Linked DNA regions of Mus musculus: region 2 is linked to region 1. A link is a contact called in public promoter capture Hi-C data. All regions are on one chromosome and are shown on one strand. Each heading gives the region's core, a stretch centred on a gene start, on an enhancer-like site or on the middle of the called end of the contact. The rest is flanking DNA. Distances are from core to core; before and after follow the strand shown.

Evidence for each region. Promoter capture Hi-C pulls out the DNA fragments that hold promoters and counts their contacts.
Region 2: a contact with region 1 is called in a promoter capture Hi-C map of liver, with 7 times the contacts expected there. The contact joins two enhancer-like sites. A contact is called at or near these places in 4 of 39 promoter capture datasets (the 3T3-L1 cell line, embryonic stem cells and liver), 4 of 484 Hi-C or Micro-C datasets (bone marrow-derived macrophages and liver), 4 of 115 datasets of contacts at active chromatin or transcription factors (embryonic stem cells and liver) and 1 of 9 other capture datasets (adipose tissue).

What each region holds. Positions count from the first base shown.
Region 1 is chr1:151,129,224-151,133,408 of GRCm38.p6, reverse strand. The region is part of intron 1 of Gm36139 (a long non-coding RNA gene); the gene reads left to right. Among named protein-coding and RNA genes, the nearest start is that of C730036E19Rik, 6.7 kb to the left of the region's middle. Within about 2 kb of position 2,373, at least 23 of the 459 cell types and tissues checked have an H3K27ac peak or open chromatin away from gene starts, as enhancers often do. A contact at or near this core is called in liver, where this site is marked.
Region 2 is chr1:151,326,585-151,330,769 of GRCm38.p6, reverse strand. It overlaps the pseudogene Gm10138. Among named protein-coding and RNA genes, the nearest start is that of Ivns1abp, 16 kb to the left of the region's middle. Within about 2 kb of position 1,954, at least 18 of the 459 cell types and tissues checked have an H3K27ac peak or open chromatin away from gene starts, as enhancers often do. A contact at or near this core is called in liver, where this site is marked.

The DNA of each region.
Region 1 (4,185 bases), core at 1,124-3,623:
GTCGGCCATCAGTGGAAAGAGAGGCCCATTGGTCGTGCAAACTTTATATGCCTTAGTATAGGGGAACGCCAGGGCCAAGAAGTGGGAGTGGGTGGGTAGGGGAGTGGGGTATGGGGGACTTTTGGGATAGCACTGGAAATGTAAATGAAGAAAATACCGAATTTTAAAAAATCACTGAAAAAAATAAGGAAAATGAAAAAAAATAAAGAAAATACAAATAAAATTCTTCTGACTTACTAAACTGTTGGCCTCTGTGTCATACCTTTTTGTTTGTTTGTTTGCTTTTCTTCTTCTTCTTCTTCTTCTTCTTCTTCTTCTTCTTCTTCTTCTTCTTCTTCTTCTTCTCTGTAGTTTTCTCTTTTACTTTTTGAGACAAGGTTGGCCTTGGACTCACCAAATAACTGGGGAAGGCCCCGAGTGGCTGATTCTTCTGTGTTGGGGACTGGTTCTAATGCTTTGAATTAATTTGGTTCCCCGAAATTGGGAATCTGCGTTTCCAAGTGCTGAAGGTCCTTGTCCCCAATTGGCTTTTGATCGATCAATAAAGAGCCAATGGCCAATGGCTGGGTAGAGAGAAAAGCAGAACTTTTAGATTTGTTTGGGCTAGGAACTGGAAAAAAGGAAAGAGGGAGATAAAGATTGCTATGCCTTGGAGGGAGACAGATCGGATTTAGAGCTGCAGAAGAAAATTCATCGCAAAATGCAGGTGGAAAGGGAAAGCCGGCCTATGGGAGGGGCTGCCCAGAAGGAAATAGGGCAGCAAAGATAAAACATAGCTTTAGAAGGTGTTGAGCTAGGTAGGAGTACTGGAGGGAAATGTATACTAGCCAGGTGGACGATTAGAACTCTCCAGCCTTTGAGCTAGACAAGGCATATTAAAATTAACTGGCATGCAGGTGTGCGTGTGTGTGTGTGTGTGTGTGTGTGTGTGACTGTATGCTGTTTATTCAGTGCTGAGGATTGAATTCATGATGTCTTGTATTCTGGTCAAGTACTCTACCAACTAAGCTACATCCTTAACCCCTTGCTTCTAACACGTTTGAAAACATTCACCTTTCCATAGCTGTCTTCATGACTTGCTGCCAGCCGATGAAGCCTGATTTAGTCTATGTTTGTAGGAAACGTTCTTGACTTTTAATGACATAGTCCTTGTAGCCAAATCCACTAGATACTAGTCTGTCTTTATTCTTTTTGTAGTTTCTGATCTGCGTGTGGATAAGCTCCATCATTCTTCCAGTTAGTCTGCCTTTGAAATCGTCACACACACCTTCTGTGACAATGCAGTTTGCTTCCACTGCCTGTGACTGTGCCCTCAGCTGTCTGTCTGTCTCTGCCCTCAGCTGTCTGTATGTCTCTGCCCTCAGCTGTCTGTATGTCTCTGCCCTCAGCTGTCTGTATGTCTCTGGTTCTTCTGGAAAATGTTCACATTCCCTAAGGTAGTGCTAGGACCCCCTTTGCTTTTATTGTTGACATTCCTTCCATCTTAATTTCAACCTTTTTATTCATTCTCCTTTCCCACCTTCTACCATAGCCCATATCCTACCCTGTACTGTGCCCTCCTACAGATCTAAAAGCTGGGAACAAACTGAACAAGAAGTGCCTCTCCTCTTATCTCCTCTCTAGATTACGAAGAAGAGGTGTGCCTCCTCTCTTCAAGACCAGCCTTGTTCACGATCCTGTCCCTTCCTGCCTTTTGGAGAACACAAGCTTGCTTCTTAATGTTTTCCTTTGCCTGATTTTTTTCACTGTTTAGAATCTCCATCCACTGTTAGATGTTTCCAGTCTTTAAAGGGCCTGGCTTTAGGCAGTGTCCTCTCCAGCCAGCATGTATTTCCAGAAGGAAGGGTCTACAAACGTTCCAACCGTTTCCTTGTTTCTAAATCGTCCTCAGGACTGGTATCACGGCCAGGTGCAGTACATGCAATTGCCTCACAACTATGGGGCTAATACTTCCCAGCACAGCTGACTGCCCACCTGCCCTCACTTGGTTTTCCTTCCACCTGCCCTCTTCTCACTTGTGATTGGCACTTCCTTCTTTCCTTTCTACTCCCCAGATCTTATAGCTGTTCCCTCCATCCTTCTGCCCCTCCCCCCTTTCCCTTCTTTCTTTCTCCTTTCTCTTTGAGTTTTCCAATTGGCCGACACTGTTCACCTGCCAGGTATCTCCTAGGGACATGTCCACAGTCCTTGCTTTCAACTCTTCCTGATAGCTACCTAGGGGTGTGTATGTGAAGACAAGACAGTGAAAGTGGTTACCAGAGAGATCACCTTGAAGGTAGACCTATTTTCTGAAGGGGGGGCAGGTAATAAACTTGCAGTTATGATTCTTTATCCTTTATCAGTGACAAAGACACACCTTGTCCTTGATTACATTAGAGTTGTCACAACAATATGGTTGGGAAGGGCTGATAGATGAGGTCCCTGAGAGGCTGTTGAATTGTTCTGGATTGAATATTAATTGTCTGAGAGTTATTTCCTGGAGAGTTTGAGTCAAAAAACAAAAAAACAACTAACTTTAATACCCTAAATTCACTTACTTATCTATTATGTCACAAATAGGTAACAATTCTAAACCTGTAAATATTTTGGATTATGTTATGGAGTTAAGCAGTGAGAAAAAAAAATTTCTGAAGCTCGATAGTTTAAAAATATCCTAGAATCCTCTATTGTAAGGGACAGTCTTTGAGGGGAGAAGGCATTGCAAGTTTAGAGTTTTCAGGATGAGGTCGTTTCTAAAGGACATTTCTTGGGAGCAGAGATCACCCACAGTATCTGGAGTTGCTTGATCAATCTTGAAATTTAGGAAAGCATTAGAATTGTGTGAGAATTAGGGTAGCTTTAGTGCTGAGATATTACATCTGAAAGATACCTCATGGGGACTTTAAATGTAACTAAGTCTTATGACCCCCCAGTGAGTATAAAGCTGAATGAAGAGATCACCCTTTCTTCTATATAGAAGTGATGAGCAAGCACATTCTCTTCTTGAAATTTGTCTCTCTAATGATTAAAGCAAATGGTTAATCATGGTAAATTATTAAATTCGATTTAACCTTAACATTCGTAAGGCTAAAACCTAGGTTAAATTTTTACACAGTCCTGGCACATAGTCACTAAAATTATCACCCTGCCTGTCTCTTCCTATCTCTAGCAACTATTTTTAGCTCACTTCAGGAAAAGAATTTGAAAACTCTGTTCAGCAAATGTGAGTGGCTTTATCTCAGCAACTCAGATTTGAAGCTTTGTGGAGGGGCCGAGCTGCTCTGTAAACATCTCTCACAAGTGTTTTGTAGGTGACTGATATGTGACAATAAAGAGCTTGAAAGGGTTCACCTCGTCAAAGTAGGACATTTGTAAGAAACATGTACGCCACGCTTAAAAAACAAAAGAATTCATACCCACTAACCTCTAAACAACGCCTACTGTTGTTTGTCTAGCCTAATCGAGAGAGAAGTCAGTAAACCTTTTTCAGTAAGAGAAAATTAGTGAATATTTGTGGCTTTGGGACTGCTGAGGCTTCTGGGATCTTTGCACACAGCTTTGCTCTTGTGGAATAAAACTTGACATAGGGAAGAGGATCTGTGGCTGTGTTCCCATCAAAAGGAGTTTGCAAAGTTGGGTGGATTCTACCTGCAAGCTCTGGTTTACTGATTTTATATATATATACACAAAAACGCATATACACACACATATACACATACACACATACACAAACATACACATACATACACACATACATACATACACATACACACAAATACACATACACACACATACACACATACATACACATACATACACACATATACACATATACACACATATACACTTTACATACATGCATACACACACAGCAAGCTATAGTATTTTGGGGATAATTTGTTCTGACAACTAAGATACCTTTTCAATCAAATGTTGGGGTTATCTGGAAATCCTCTGTCTTCTAAGTCATGGAATTCATAATTACCCAAAGGAGACAAAGATTGGATCTTGGGTAGAAAACAATATTTAGCTGTTACAATGGCGTGTGGCCCTCCAAAGTTCATCTCTTCCCTGATAAAATCTCATTTGCATGTTGAATTTGGACTTGATAAAAATATCTATAAAGTATCCTTGTGGTGGTGGTGGGGGGGTAAAGAATGAAAACCAGAAATAATATGGGTCTGAGATGTGGCCTTTTGTCTCTGC
Region 2 (4,185 bases), core at 705-3,204, 200 kb before region 1:
TCCTGCTGATAGAGGGGGGCAAGCAGGACTGTAAATTCTTAATGAAGTTCTCAATGAGATTTTGCTGCTGTTGTTGTTGAGCCTGTACAATGGCTCTGTGAGTTTAAAGTGCTTGCTGAGCAAGCCTGATGACCTGGAACACCATCCTCAGAGTCTGTGTTAGAAAGAGAGTCAACTCTCAAAAGTCATTCTTAATCGTCACATGCCTTTCATAAGTTATCGCTGATCTCTGTAAGGGTGCCACAGTACACTCTCTCACTCCACCCCCAATAACACATACACATAACCACAATAAAATATATTTTAAAATGAAATTTCTTTCTTGAGCTAGAAAATAGTGGTTTTAGTCTGTGGAGTGAATCCACTGAATGGTCAACAGTTTCAAAGAGAGAGATACTACTGGAAGCAAGCGGTTGAAAATGGTGGTGTGTTCTTGTCGACGGCTCAGCATGCAGGCAATAGAGAACGTTCCGATGCTACATTGTCACATGCTGTTTGAGCTCATTGAGAAGCTGGCTTCAGAAGCAGAATTGTCCCCACCTCATTTCAGACACATGCACACTTGTCTCAAAGTGTCCTCCAAGGCCACATGCCTGGGAATGGGCTGGTCCCTCTAACTCAGTGTTAGGGAGGAAAGAGAACGGCAAAACAGCCCCAGTAAAAACACTGTGTCTTTAAAAACATCAAGAAAAGCCAGGCTGGAGTTATGGCTTAGCTCAGTGGTCCTCAACCTGTGAGGTCGTGATCTCTTTGGGGATGAATGACCAAGGGCTTCATATCAGATATCCTGCATGTCAGATATTTACGTTTTGATTTATAACTAGCAAAATTACAGATATGAAGTAGCAGCAGAAACTGTTTCACACGAGGAACTGAATCAAAGGGTTGCAGCGTTAGGGAGGATGAGAACTGCTTTCCTGGATTGCTATTGCTGAGCACCCATGCAGGGCAGCTTACAACAGCCTGTAAGTGCAGCTGCAGGGGACCTGACACCCTCTTCTGGACGCCAAGGGCACCTGCTCTACACATGTACATACCACCTCCCAACACGAACATAATTTAAAATACTTTTGAAAGGCAAACACAGAGCGGTAGATCATTTCCAGCTATTGCTATTCTTTCTCCCATGCTATATAAGTACCCATGGGGGAGAGAAGCTAGATGCGCAGCCTTAGGCTGTTCCTCCAGGGTGAGAAAGCCCAATCCTGATCTCGAGCTGGCCATACCGAGTTTGCCACTGGTTTACTGCTGGATTCTGAGAATGCCTTAGTCAATGGCTTATGTCTTTGTTGTTTTATTTCACCTGGAAGCCTCACCCACTTGGCTGTGCCTAGGACTCTCAGGGTGGAAGGATGTCCAGCAGGCTGCCCTAATCAGGCCTCCTCAGTTTCTGGTGACTGTTTGCAAGCCCCTGGATTTGATGATTCTGCCTTTCTGCTCTTTCTTGTTCTGTGCTGTAGAGCCTTATCCGAAGGGATGCTCTGCTCTCTCTCAGTCTGTTGAGAACTCCGGCTGCTTGTCTCAGTGGGACTTCCCCTGCAGATAGCTGCTGGATGTTTTCATCCTCAAAAAGTATTTTTCTTTACCTCTCACTGGCCATTTCTCCTCCTCCTCCTCTTCCTCCTCCTCCTCCTCCTCCTCCTCCTCCTTCTTTTTGGCTACTATTCTTTTATTTTGACTTGCTATATACTATATATAAGCTCATTCAAAACTAAAACTATGGGTGTGGATGTTATAGATCATTCTCTGGTCTGGAGAGAACACAGATTTTTTTTTTTTAAGTCTGGAACACTATGTAAATAAACCAGGCCGACCTTGAACTCAGAGATCTATCTCCCGAGTGCTGGAATTAAAGGTACACACCACCACACCCACCAGTCTCTTGGCCAGGCTCATCCTGTTAGAAATGAGTTGCCACCCAACAGTGGGATGTGCCTGGTGAGTGAGCCGCACTTTATACCCAGCTTCACATACCACAGTCTGCTCACATCTGAGTCAATTTTGTTTCACAGCTGAGTAACATCGTAAGCAACTTGAGAATTAAACAAAAACAAAACAACAATAAACGTGGAGAAAATATAAAGCAATGCCCTTTCGAGAGTGGTTGCAATAGTACCCGGTCCAGGTTTACAGTTCTAGACTAGACAGGAGTGCAGACTAGAGCCGGAAGTGGAATTGAATTCCCTGTGTTCCTTTCTCATCTTAAGGACCCTGGACAGCCGGGCGTGGTGGCGCACACCTTTAATCCCAGCACCTGGGAGGCAGAGGCAAGCCGACTTCTGAGTTCGAGGCCAGCCTGGTCTACAGAGTGAGTTCCAGGACAGCCAGGGCTACACAGAGAAACCCTGTCTCGAAAAAAAACAAAAAACCAACCAAACAGACAAAAAAAAACAAAAACAAAAACAAAAACAAAAAAACAAAAAAATCTCTCAGTGATTACAACAACTCCCCAAGGGATGTCACAGAAATGATTTGGAATTTCTGTGGTCACTTTAAAAATTCATTTTAAATGTATTTATTTACGTGTGTGTGTGTGTGTGTGTGTGTGTGTGTGTGTGTGTTTGAGAGGATCTCTGGTGGTCCAGGCTGGCCTTGAACTCACAATGTGGCCAAGGACCACTTTGACTTTCTGATCCTCCTGTTTCTACCTCATCAGTGCTCAGCTCTAGACTGAGGTCCCCAAGCCCAGTATTGTGTGGTGGTGGGGATCAAACCCAGGGCTTTGTATGCGCCTGATGAGTAAGCTATCTCACCAGCCTACAGTAAAGTTTTGGGGAAAGTCACACATTTATTTGTAGTGTGTACATGCCATGACACATGTGGAGGTCAGGGAACAATTTTCTGGACTCAGTTCTCTCGTTCATGGATGTCCCAGGGATCAAACTCAGGTTGTCACCTTCAGTGATAAGCTCCTTTGCCGACTGAGCTAACTTACTGACCTCCTGCACTGAAGTTTTTACTTGGCCAAGTTAAAACTAATTTATCTGAATTTCTGAGCAAACAGAATTACAGAGGTAATAGTTGAATTTCCCAAAGAGGTCAGTTTCAAGTGACATGGCAATAAATTCCATTTGCATTTATTCTTACACACAGAGCAAGTAACTTGATGTAATCAGATAAAAACTAGTTGGTAGACTTTGTTATTATATTATTTTATTTTGTCTCCTCGTCCTGAAAGACCCCACCATAAGGCTTAGCAAGCTAGCTGCAGTAACGCCATTTTGCAAGGCATGAAAAAGTACCAGAGCTGGGTTCTCAAAAGTTACAAGGAAGTTCAGTTATAGATTAACAGTTAAAGATCAAGGCTGAATAGCACTGGGACAGGGGCCGAACAGGATATCGGTGGTCAAGCACCTGGGCCCCGGCTCAGGGCCAAGAACAGATGGTTCTCAGATAAAGCGGAACCAGCAACAGACACAGAAGCCCCGATAGACGTCAGTGTTAGCAGAACTAGCTTCACTGATTTAGAAAAATAGAGGTGCACAGTGCTCTGGTCACTCCTTGAACCTGTGTGTCTGCCAATGTTCTGACCAGATATGTGCCCATTGCTGAACCTTCATTAGACTCTTTCCTTGTACCCCTCCCCTACCCATTTCTAGAAAATAGACATTGTTTAGATCTAAAAAGTCCCACCTCAGTTTCCCCAAATGACCGGGAAGTACCCCAAACCTTATTCGAACTAACCAACCAGCTCGCTTCTCGCTTCTGTAACCGCGCTTTTTGCTCCCCAGCCCTAGCCCTATAAAAAGGGTAAAAACTCCACACTCGGCGCGCCAGTCCTCCGATAGACTGAGTCGCCCGGGTACCCGTGTTCCCAATAAAGCCTCTTGCTGTTTACATCCGAATCGTGGACTCGCTGATCCTTGGGAGGGTCTCCTCAGATTGATTGACTGCCCACCTGGGGGGTCTTTCATTCCCAGTCTTCAGGAAAAGTGATCAAATCAGCCAGTCTACATTTGATGATTGTATCTGCTGTGTCCAAACTTTTTCCTGTCTATAAAACCAGCCACTTCCATTTGCTTGTGGAAATCTGTTTTAGGCCATGAAATTCTAACACTGAGAGCGAGGCCAACTAGGGCATTATAATTGTGCCTTTGACCCCACAGATGTCTAAGTAATGTGACACTTGGTATCTCATGACCTCAAGCAACTTTACCTAGGAAAAGACATGTTCCTGAGACTCAG